Linked DNA regions of Mus musculus: all the other regions are linked to region 2. A link is a contact called in public Hi-C data. All regions are on one chromosome and are shown on one strand. Each heading gives the region's core, a stretch centred on a gene start, on an enhancer-like site or on the middle of the called end of the contact. The rest is flanking DNA. Distances are from core to core; before and after follow the strand shown. Region 1 holds the start of Slc35f6 (solute carrier family 35, member F6). Region 2 overlaps Dpysl5 (dihydropyrimidinase-like 5). Region 3 holds the start of Cenpa (centromere protein A).

Evidence for each region. Hi-C and Micro-C count contacts between places; a contact is called where the count stands out from the background.
Region 1: a contact with region 2 is called in a Hi-C map of cortical neurons, with 2.6 times the contacts expected there. The contact joins the promoter of Slc35f6 here to the enhancer-like site in region 2. A contact is called at or near these places in 2 of 39 promoter capture datasets (hippocampal neurons and liver), 1 of 15 datasets of contacts at CTCF or cohesin (the NIH/3T3 cell line), 3 of 484 Hi-C or Micro-C datasets (bone marrow-derived dendritic cells, cortical neurons and nephron progenitors) and 2 of 9 other capture datasets (adipose tissue and pancreatic islet).
Region 3: a Hi-C map of forebrain shows a contact between it and region 2, with 2.8 times the contacts expected there. The contact joins the promoter of Cenpa here to the enhancer-like site in region 2. A contact is called at or near these places in 6 of 39 promoter capture datasets (cranial neural crest, embryonic stem cells, hippocampal neurons and 3 more), 1 of 15 datasets of contacts at CTCF or cohesin (the NIH/3T3 cell line), 1 of 484 Hi-C or Micro-C datasets (forebrain), 2 of 115 datasets of contacts at active chromatin or transcription factors (both in embryonic stem cells) and 2 of 9 other capture datasets (adipose tissue and pancreatic islet).

What each region holds. Positions count from the first base shown.
Region 1 is chr5:30,646,119-30,649,859 of GRCm38.p6, forward strand. Slc35f6 (solute carrier family 35, member F6) reads left to right here and starts at 1,821. Exons shown (of 6, transcript NM_175675.3): 1 at 1,821-1,980. The coding sequence starts at 1,904. It overlaps Mir5625 (microRNA 5625), which reads left to right and starts at 1,818; the gene lies at 1,818-1,897.
Region 2 is chr5:30,773,712-30,777,584 of GRCm38.p6, forward strand. Dpysl5 (dihydropyrimidinase-like 5) reads left to right here. Exons shown (of 13, transcript NM_001356948.1): 3 at 3,609-3,767. Among named protein-coding and RNA genes, the nearest start is that of Gm46907, 39 kb to the right of the region's middle. Within about 2 kb of position 1,545, at least 44 of the 459 cell types and tissues checked have an H3K27ac peak or open chromatin away from gene starts, as enhancers often do. A contact at or near this core is called in cortical neurons and forebrain, where this site is marked.
Region 3 is chr5:30,665,393-30,669,125 of GRCm38.p6, forward strand. It overlaps Cenpa (centromere protein A), which reads left to right and starts at 1,494. Exons shown (of 5, transcript NM_007681.3): 1 at 1,494-1,721. The coding sequence starts at 1,637.

The DNA.
Region 1 (3,741 bases), core at 571-3,070, 130 kb before region 2:
TGCTAGTGACATCATGTCGGGCTAGTGACACCAATGTCATTAGTAATGTTTATGTCAGGCAAGTATCCTTGGCCTGAACCTATGGGAAAATAGCCCAGAGTCCTACTGTAGTCGATAAGAACTGTCTCCCATGGGGAATAGGGGTGGGGAGGCCTGGCAGATGGTGTCCCTTTAGGACACAGTTGTGTTTCATCTAGTCTCCAATGTCTCAGGAAACAGTTTTGGATAAATTACTACTTCCTTTGAAATGACACAAAACTAAAAGCACTGTGGGGGACACATAGCTCAGAAGTCACCTCTTGGATCTTTTATCCCTGGTTTCACTGAAAAGAGCACACTCTCGTGAAGAAAAATTCTGGAATGTTCTGTAGGTCCAAGAGCTATCCAACACATAACCCTTCTTACATGAAAGATGTTTCCCTGTCTGTACGATAGCCTCCTATATTTTTGTTCAAGACCCTACTTATAATACATTCTCTACCTCATCTCCCAAAACAGATGTTACAGTCCCTTGAGTGTATACTATACATGTTTACAAGTTCAAGGCAACCAGGAAGAAGTGGTCAAAACACCCTTTTTTTCATACCTGCAGTAATAGGATCTTCAGAAACAGAGGGACTATGTATGGTGGGTCAAATGGCCATCAAGCGTGTTTGGGGGTTTTTGTTTTTACCTGTGGTAGGGCATGAGCTGCCAATCACATGGAACAGGAAGGTAGGCAGCTGGCAGCTGAGAACCCACTCCCCTAGGTTGTTCCCTGACCTCCACATGTACCACATATGCCTTGAAAGTGCCCTCCAATAACACACAAATAAATAAATTTATTTTTTAACAAACTGACAGCCAGTCATGAACTGGAGTCCATCTTGGAGTACACAGTGAGCTGGAAGACAGTCTGGCTTATATAACAAGATCCTGTCTCAAAAACTAATTAATTAAATGCTAGAAGTCCTCTACACACAAACCGAGGTCTGGTCTTTCTGTAGGGATGCTTCTAAACAATATTTATAGGGGTCCTCAGGGGTACGTGGGGAAGCTTAATGCAGGAACTATACAAAAGCCATGGTGTTTTATCTTCAAGTCCACACCCCCAACACACACATATATATAATACACTCATACACACACACACACACACACACACACACACACCACTGCTACTCATAAGCATAACCTTAATCCTTGGCTTCTGTGGTTTCATTTTTCATTTTATTTTAATTATTTGTTTACTTAGTTACTCAGTCTGGCCTCAGACTCCTTATATAGTGGAAACTGGCCTTCATTTTTCAAGTGCTAGGAATGCACACCCAGTTTGTGTTTTAGCTGTTAAACACCCTACTGGAAGCTACAACTCAACTCAAATGCTCCCTTTACTGAAAGATGTGAGCAATTCAACGGGCTGGGATCCCTAGGGACATTTCTCTCAGGACTCCAGTTCTCTGGAGATCCTGGAGAAAAGAGATTCCCACGCTGTAACTATTACCAACTGCCAGTCTCAACCTCTCAAAATTGTTTATAAAATGCTCTAAGATTGCCTAAGCATCTCTACATGACCCCGAGCGCCCATTTTACAAACCGGGAGGCCAAGAGGCTGGGAGCGTACGCTGCAGAAGTACAGGGCTCGCTCAGCATGCATGAGACACTAGCACTACAAAAAGAAAAGGAAGCCGAGCAATGGAAAAGAAAAGAAAATCTGGTAGCCTTGGCCCGGGACCCTGCACTCTGCTTCTCCAGCTCTCCTACCAAAGACCGGTGGCAGCTCCGGGGCGGGGCTAGCGGGCGTGGGGCGTGGGCCAGTGGGGTCATGTGACTCCCGGCCCGGAAGTTCTTGAGTAGGAGACTCCACATCCCGGGTGACCCGGGTTGGAGCTGCTGATTCAAGTGGTCTCTCGTGTCCACCACTATGGCCTGGACTAAGTACCAGTTGTTCCTGGCCGGGCTTATGCTGGTCACCGGCTCCATCAACACGCTTTCGGCAAAGTGAGTCTGGGTCAGACCGGGAGGGACCTGCTGGGCCGGTGGGTGCTGACACCCGGCGCCCTGTCCCCCACCCGTCCGCTACTCTCCAACCCCACCAGCCCTCCACATTACCGAGAGTTCAGTCGCGCTGGTGTGGACGAAGGGGTGAGAGGCCGGGAGAAAGCGGGCATTTGAAGGCCACTTTGATTCGCGGTCACTTCTATCTCTGAGCCTCAGTTCCTCATCTTTGAACCGAAGGGTTGGATCAGTTTCTCCCGGCGGCGCTCTGGCGCTGCGGTCAGAGACTGAGAGACTTCCAGCAGGAGGCTGGGGGCCTGCCTGGGAAGCACCGGTGCTCTTGGAGAGGCCGAGCTGAAGGGATGGGCAAGCCAGGAGGAGGTGGCCATAGGGTCATTCATGGGGAAAGAAAGGGAATAGACAACATCTTGATGCTTAGTTGGGGCTCTTATGTGGGTGGCAGAGGTTTGGAGGCAGGAAAGAGAAAGGCCAGCTCCAAGTTGCTTGTTCACAGCATCAAATGCCCAGCTGGACTTTTTCCCTCCATAATCAGAGGGCACACCACGTCGTTGAACGTGGGAGAACTGAAAAAAGAATCAGTGTGATAAACGCAGAGGTTTATGTGAGGCTGGGAACCACTCTGGCTCTGCTTACAGTGAGAACACCTAGCAGGTGCCATCAAGAGAGGCAGGTGATACAAACCAAAATGAAGCCACAAGGCTGACTGACCCAGAGGATCAAAAGAAAGTGTCTATCTGGAGAAAAGGCTCCTTAACCGAAACCAGAATGGTAGCTGGGTACTTGCACTCTGGTGTGTGGGAGTAAAGGTCTTCAGCTGGTTGGGAGCTAAGGCCCAGGCATCACAAAGCTGAGAAAGTTAATGTGGTCTCCTCCATTGTTGGCAGAAAGGCCTAGCTTTAACTTGACAGTTGTTTGTCAGTTTATCTGCCTCTGCCTCTGCCTCTGCCTCAGGGCAAGGCCTTTCTTTATCTATTTGCATCCAAAATCCTCAGTGTGCATCATCTGTCCTTTGTCCAGTGTGCGTGTGGGCAGCAGCGAACAATGCCCCTCTCCAAGTCTAGCCTCAGTTTCTTACTGGGCCTGGCTAGGAAAGAAAGTTGGTGTGGCGGCTCCCAGTGAAAGGCCTCCAGGCTTGTGCTCTGGCTTTCCTGGGCCTCTGTGCATTGAGAAGCTGGCTGTGAGCCTCGTGTAGCCATTTCATATTTACTTCTCAGGATTCTTGGATCTAACAACAAAGTCTGTCAACGCTGTGAAGTGCCCAGAAAAGACATGGGCACTCATCAGGGTGACTGTAAGGTACCTGCAGTGTGAGAGAGAAGAAGTGGCCGAGAGAAAGTCCCTGTGGAAGAGACACATGTGTGCACATGTGCCCCCTCCCTTCCCCTAAAGGAGGACACAATCTATGCAACCCAGAATAGGACCTATGCAGTTCTTGGGCTTTTCTCTGGGTGTCTTTCAATGAGATTCTCACACTAAACAAGGACTGCTCCTAATGTTGAGAGTGGCTAATGTCTGTCCAGGCTGCTGTCCCCAGGAAGAATCCAAATGGTCATTTACTGCTTAGATAAACCATGCTGACTCAGCCCTTCCTTTGAAAACCTCCAAACCGGTTAGGTAAGAAGCCAAGGAAGCCTCGGTCCCAGGAAGCCCCACCCTTTGAGGCTGCTGGAGAGTCAGGAGGACTCCGAAGTGTCTTAACCTTTGATCCTGTCCTTAGCCCATCACCTTTTGTGTGGCCTCTCA
Region 2 (3,873 bases), core at 295-2,794:
ATAAGCTAGACTCATTTGGGAAATGTCCTGCCAGACTGGCCAGTGGGCAAGCCTGTGGGGCATTTTCTTGATTACTGGTGGATGTGGGGGGCCCATGCCACTGTGGGTGGTGCTTCCTCCGGGCAGGTAGTCTTGGGGGTGTACTAGAAGCAGGTTGAGCAAGCCATGAAGAGCCAGAGTGGCCTGCGTGGGATTCCTGCCCCTACTTCCTTTGTTTGAGGAGGGACTGATGTGGAACCCTTTCCTCCTCCAGCCACCTTTGCTCATGTGTTTCATCCCAGCCATAGAAGCTCTAAAACAGCCTCCGAGAGCACTGTGCTGTGTGCTACTGCCTTCAGCTCACCTAAGTAAAAGGTGGTGTCTAAGTAGTCGTGACGTGTGGCAGGCCCACAGCCACCCCTCCTTAAACACGTCCTCCTTAAAGCATCAGGGACAGGACAGTGCATTGCTCTGCTGCTGACCTGTGCAAGGCTTTCCTGTGGGGTGACAATAAAAAGATCTGTCACATCTGTGGTGTCCTCGTGTTCACAGAGCCGGCAGCTGGTGGGAGGAGGATCTGCTGAGCCTATGAACTCCGGTTTGGAGGCCCAGAGTCGCAGTGGTAGTAATAGTAATATGTGCTCTTCTGAGCTCCACAGCTGTGGCCCTACAGGTACAGATGCACATGTGTGTGGCTGCATGTGTAGCTGCAGAGGGGGCTCGTGGCTGCTCCTGGGTAACAGCCAGTAAGATGGGAAATTCAAGACCGCTGCTCAGCATGCTTTCCAGAACTCTTCAGTTCCTATGGCTAGGCTCCAGAGGATGCTGCTTGGTGCTTCTGATAGCCTATACTGATTCCCCACCAGGCTCAGAAGCTGTGTCAGCCTCGAGTCCCCTAACCTATACCCAGACCACTGTTGGTCTCTGGAATTCCCTGCCTAAAAGCCAAGAGTCCTTCCAGGATCCACACAAGGCTGGACCTCTCTTCTTAGTGATCCAAACACAAATGTGCACACACTAGGTCCAAGGGTGGCATTTTGTAGCAGTGGGCAGAGTTTGGATCTGTGTGCCCAGCATGCATCCAGGGTGGAAGTTGTGGGGTAGGGCGGGCTCCAGGGGAAACCAGTTTCTCTGCACTGTAGCTCAGTTTCAGAGGAAGATGACGATTTATTAGCCCGATCTGTACTGTCGAGTATTTGGAGATTTGTTAAATGAATTGCCTTTTCTATCCTTGCCTTGGGGTACTGGGCGTTAAGAACAGTCCCAGGTCCTTTATCATTAGCGTCTCCACGGGTCCCCTCTTTTCTACCGACAGCTGCCGCTGTGCTGAGAGGCACAAAGAACAGCAACTGAGAGCCAAAGAACTAAACAGTGTAGGCTATGCACTGCTAGTAAATCAGACTCCCCCATGTGCACGGGGACAGGGCAAAACAGAGTACATCCACCTGCTGTAAGGATGAATCAGCCGCGCAGGCTCCAGCGGAACCGGGAACAGAAGCCAGCTAGTAAACTACAATCTGCGCAGCCCCAGCTCCAGCCCCACCCCCACGCCTGCATGTATTACACGGAGCTACCGCCCTCTGTTGGCTGCATTTAAGCAATACAAGAAGTCAGGCCATCCCGGCTCTGAGATTTTTTTTCCTTCTTAATTGTAGTTTGGCTGCTTGACTCATTTTCTCGGCCTTAGTCTCCAGGAGTGTCTCTGGTTTGTGATCAGGGAATTTGACTTTATGGAGAAGACAGCTTCATCGGGCTTTTTTCCTCCAGTGGAAAGCAGAATGAATCAGGATATTTATTTTATTTATATGGGTACATTGTAGCAGTCTTCAGACACACAAGACAAGGGAATCAGATCCCATTACAGATGGTTATGAGCCACCATGTGGGTGCTGGGAATCGAACTCAGGACCTCTGGAAGAGTAGTCAGTGCTCTTAATCTCTGAGCCATCTCTCCAACCCCGAATCAGGATAATTAATCAGAAGGATACTTTACCATTCCTTAGTGATACTTGGCTCTCTCTTCCAACACATGTGAAGCTATCCCACATGTGAAGACCCCTCTCTCGGTTATTTTAATCCTAACAACCGGGTTTTATTTGGGAACAGCACATTGACCTGACCTTTGGGAAATGTCACTTTGGACGATCACAAAAGTTACCTATTCAAATAAATTGAATTTATTTGACTCCCAGAACCCAGCCTGGAGAGACAGAGTCAGAAGACCCCAGAGCAAGGAGGCTATGCAGACTGGCTATATCAGTGGGCTCTCGGTTTGATCGAGACACCTTGCTTAGTGTTAAGATGGAAGAGCAATTGAGAATAATTCCCAATATCCACCTTGAGCTCCTCCACATGCACATCCCTGTGCATGCACACACACACACACACACACACACACACACACAGACTTTACATACATGCAAACACACATACACATGCACAAATATACACAAGATGGGGAGAAAAACCTTGTTAAAGTAATATCTTGTGGAGCCTGTGAATTCAGTCATGCATCTGAAAGTGCTCTATCCCAGACAAGACAAATTATGCTCATGAACTCAGGTAGGGGACATGAGGACAAAGGGGCTGATATGGAAGAAGCTGGTGAATTTTTTTGGACAACTCTCACACCAAAACAGTACTTTACTTTGTGAATTTTGACTTCTTCTTCTTCTTCTTCTTCTTCTTCTTCTTATTATTATTATTATTATTATTATGTTCTGTTGTTTGTTTGTTTGTTTGTTTGTTTGAGACAGGGTTTCTCTGTGGAGCCCTGGCTGTCCTGGAACTCACTCTGTAGACCAGGATGGCCTCAAACTCAGAAATCCGTCTGCCTCTGCCTCCTGAGTGCTGGGATTAAAGGCATGTGCCACCACTGCCTGACCCAACCCATTTATTATTATTCCCAAGTTAAGTAAAACTGCTTCATAAGAAGTGACAGAAAAGCTGGTCAGTGGTGGTGCACGCCTTTAACCCCAGCCCTCATCAGGCAGAGGCAGGCGGATCTCTGTGAGTTTGAGACTAGCTTGGTCTACAGAGTGAGTTCCAGGACTGCCAGGGCTACACAGAGAAACCCTGTCTGGGTAAATACACAAACAAAAATAGGTGAGAGAACAATATCTTTAAAATCCCCTATTAAAGCACGTAGTGCTTTACTGCATGTCTGTAGCTAGCTCACCATATTTTCCATGTGAACACTTGATTGGGCTTCCCACTGTAACAGGTATATACAAACAAACCCTTGGGCCTTTGATTTTGTTGTCTATATACTGGAGTTAGCCAAAAATCACTTAGAGGGAGATCTTACTGGGAAGGTAACAGCCAGGCTTGGGCTCCCCAATATGCTAAGTGCTTTTTCCAAAGACCCAAGTTAGAACCCCACATGAGGAAGAATCAGGTTTATTTGTTGAACCCAGGGTTCTAAAGAAGATCATGTCACAGCTCTGACCCTCCCCTGTCACAGCTCTGACCCTCCCCTGTCACAGCTCTGACCCTCCCCTGAGCAGACCTTACTGGGTTTGATCATCCATGGTTGTTCTGGGTGCACCTGAACACCGTGCATCATCGTGATGGTGACTTAAGTGCAGGCAGGGCTGTGACAAGACCACCTTCCCTCCCTCTTCCTTCAGGCGGCCCTCGTTGGAGGCACCACCATGATCATCGGTCACGTCCTGCCAGACAAGGAGACCTCCCTCGTGGAAGCCTATGAGAAGTGCAGGGCTCTAGCTGACCCCAAGGTCTGCTGTGACTATGCCCTCCATGTGGGGATCACCTGGTGGGCACCCAAGGTAACAGTGCTGATGGGACCCCTCCACACACACACAAGAAGGCACCAGAGGGCTGGTGTCCAAACAAGTGTGTGACTGAGCTGGCTGGGGCCTGAAGCTGTTTTGT
Region 3 (3,733 bases), core at 244-2,743, 110 kb before region 2:
AGCCAGGTACCCAAAGAAGAAACCACAAATCACAGCATCTGGCCCAGACTTCCACTGTTTCCCCTTCCGGCCTGGTGAAGGAAGATACAAGCTGTGGATCTTCATTTCGGATTTTGCCCTGCGTTCTTCCGGTGCCCCACCCCCACTTGCAGTACAACAGTCCGATTGGTTCAAAAGCCAAAATATGCAAAACTACGTACGTTAATAAGCACTACCCTCCTCTTATGCCTTAACCCACACACCATTACAGTTATATAGGTAGTATCATCAGTTTCTTATGAATCGTAGAGTCTGTCCTCAATCTAGCTTTCTCCTTCTAGTTTACTAAAGGGCTATCTGTCTAGAGCAGACTTCATACACGGATATTATCTGACTAATTAACAGTTGCTGAGGATCCTGATGTCTTCATATATATATATATGGACTTCTGGATCATATAGTAATTCTATGTTTAAATTTCATGTCTGTTGGTAAAATACTGGAGATTGAACGAGTTGGTTGTTGGTCTTTTGTTTATTTGAGACAAAAATAAAATAAAATAAATAAGATAAAATCTTGCTCATAGCTCTGACTAGTCTGGAACTCACTATGTAGGTCTACTGGCCCTGTCCTTATAACAAACCTGCTTTTACTTCCCAAGTGCTGGGATTAAAGGAATACACAGATGAAGTCAGAGCACCTGTGGCCCAACCTCTGAACACTGCTGCACAGAGGACACCAAACTTTTGGAGGACATTTCAGATTCGAACCATGACACATTTCCATAGCAGCTGTGCCATTTTACACCACCCACCCCAATGTTCCACCAGGCTTCTATGAAACCACTGATTATATAAGTATTTTCCTGATTAGAGTACACGTTCATGATAGATCATTTAGAAAACTCAAAAAAGCAAAATGACGAAATTCTCTTTATTCTAATTACGGAGCCATGACCTGAATTCATATTACTCCCGGGAGAAAAGGAAAAGCCGGTTTTTTTCTCAGGCAATTCTGTCATTGTGTTTGATAGCATGGTCCAATAATAGTGCTGGCGCCTGCCCTGCCTGGACCTTGTCCTCAGATTCCTCCGTCCTGGCTGTCCCCACGACCCTATCTTCTGAAAAGGTCATGCAGTTAACCAGGCTTCTGAATCATATTTGCTGGTTGCTTTCAGGAGTGTCACGGGTGCTGTGTGGAGCTGTCACATTCTTGGGCATCTGTTTCCGTATTTTTAAAGCCACCTCAACGTTTGATAGAAAAGCATAAAACTTTTGAGGAAGTGAGCTCTACAAACCCACCACCCACGTAAGAACTGAGCCGTCCTGCCCAGAGGGCATCTGAAAAAGAGATCAACAGGAAAAGGGTGGGGAAATCCTGCCTTCCTTCCCGTCTTCAAGTACCCATTGGCTTCAGACCTTTATTCTCATTGGTTTATCTGGATGTCGCTCCACGCTGGCTTTCCAGAACCAGCCACTGAGAGTCACAAAGTTGGGATTTAAAAGATGCGGTGGGAGGGGCGGGTGATTTTTTGAACTGCTGGCGACCGAGTTCTGGCGGTCCTGACGCGCACCTTGGGCTTGCTCGCGTTCGGTTTCGGCAGCAGGACCAAGAAGGCTTAGGGAAGGCGGCGGGACCCGGCCCCTCGAGGCCAGCCATGGGCCCGCGTCGCAAACCGCAGACCCCAAGGAGGAGACCCTCCAGCCCGGCGCCTGGACCCTCGCGACAGAGCTCCAGTGTAGGTAAGCGAGCCTGCCCTGCACCTCCGAGGCCGGTGCGGTCATCCTGTGGGGCCGGGCCTGTAGAGGGACGGTTCCTGGTCACGGCTTGCCGCTAACCTCGCGTAGGGGTAATGGTTTTTTTGTTTATTTGTTTGTTTGTTTGCTTGTTTGTTCCTGACCGGTTTACAGCAGGGAGAAAAACGAAATGCAGACAAGACAAGGAGTTGGAGCAAAGACAAACTCATTCTGACGGACACGGGGTCTTTTTTTGCATTTATTTACTTTGCATGTATTTTGCATTTATTTTGTGTTCGTGCTCTGGCGACGGCCAGAAGAGAGCGTCGGAACCCCGGGGCCGGAGTTACAGTTGTGAGCTGCCCTTTTTTTTAGAGTGCTAGGAAGAGAACTCGGCCCCCCTGGAAGAGCAGCCTGGGCTATTAACAGCTGAACCAGCTTTCTAACTCCTACTCTTTATTATTTATTTGCAGCACTAGAGATGGAACCCAGGACTCCGTGTATGTTAGGCAAGGGTTCTACTACAGAACTATATCCCCAACCCTCTCCCCGACCCTTTTTTTTTTAAGACGGGAACTCGGTATGTATCGGTGTGTAGCCTTGGCTTGCTGACCTGAAACGTGCTATGTAGACTAGGCTAGCCTAGAGCTCACAGATCTCTGCCTGTGTTGGGGATGGTTGTATGCAGTGTGTATTCAGGAACTATTTCTGAGATCTGGTTACAATCCAGACACTGCCTCAATGTGATGTAAAAACTGTTTTCCATCACCTCTGATTGGTTAATGAGCTGATCAACCAATTGGCTGGGCAGAAGAAAGAAGAGTGGGACTTCTGTTCCCAATCAGAGGGTCCTGAAGAGACCAGGTGAGAAGAAGAGATGGAGAGACCATGTGGGTGAAGAAGGATTACTCATGAGGTCTGGATAAGAGAGCAGCCATGAGGACCCACATGGACCAGAGAGAGCCAGGGCAAGATCAGATGGCAAATAATGGGTCATATAGCCTGGTAACAGCAGCCTAGCCGGGTTAGAATATCTCAGAACCGCCGGGCGCGGTGGCGCACGCCTTTAATCCCAGCACTCGGGAGGCAGAGGCAGGCGGATTTCTGAGTTCGAGGCCAGCCTGGTCTACAAAGTGAGTTCCAGGACAGCCAGAGCTATACAGAGAAACCCTGCCTCAAAAAAAAAAAAAAAGAATATCTCAGAACCTACCTAGCTTAATGCCAGCAGCTTGTTAATAAAAAGGGGGGTAAGGAAGGACTTAGAATTAGATTTACATGCCTGCTTCTGCTTCTCTGGTGCTTGGATTAAAGGCATGCACCACCACATTCTATTTCTCATTGAGGTATGGTGAGCCCCTAAGGGAATAATGTGGTCATGGTTGTACCGCTCGACCAGAGCTGATGTTCGATGTGGACTTCCAGTGTAGAAGCAACCTTCCATTACTCTTATCTTAGGGAAAAGTTTTACATCAGCTGCGCCCACTTCTTGGCTCTCCTACTGCCCTTGTCTGCTGACCTTGTTCTTCCAGCCATTTGGTGCTTTTTATTCCCCCCTCCTTCCTCTCCATTCAGCCTCAGGCCTTGCTAGGTGCCCCCTCCTTTCCCAAGTCAACCAACCCTTCTTTTATGTGGGCCCTTAGACATATCTCCCTTTTGTGCTGTAAGGGACTTTGTGTTGTTCTTGCTACATAACAGCTCACGGCCATCTGTAACTCCATTTCCAGGGGATCCTTCTGGCCTCTGCAGGTACTGCACACACACAGACATGCACATAGGCAAAACAGATACACATACACATAGAATAAAATAAAACCATTTTAGGTGTGTGACAGTGACATCCATGTGTCCCAGGCTAACCCTGAGCTCAGGACACCCTGTCTCTGTATTCCAGGTGTTGGAACTGTAGGTGAGGGCCTGTGGGCCTGACTGGAGAGAGCTTTAGTGTGTAAGTCCTGCTTGAAATTCTCGGGCTCCCACCTGCTAACGTTGACCTTTGAGACCCAGCCTCAGGGTGTTTG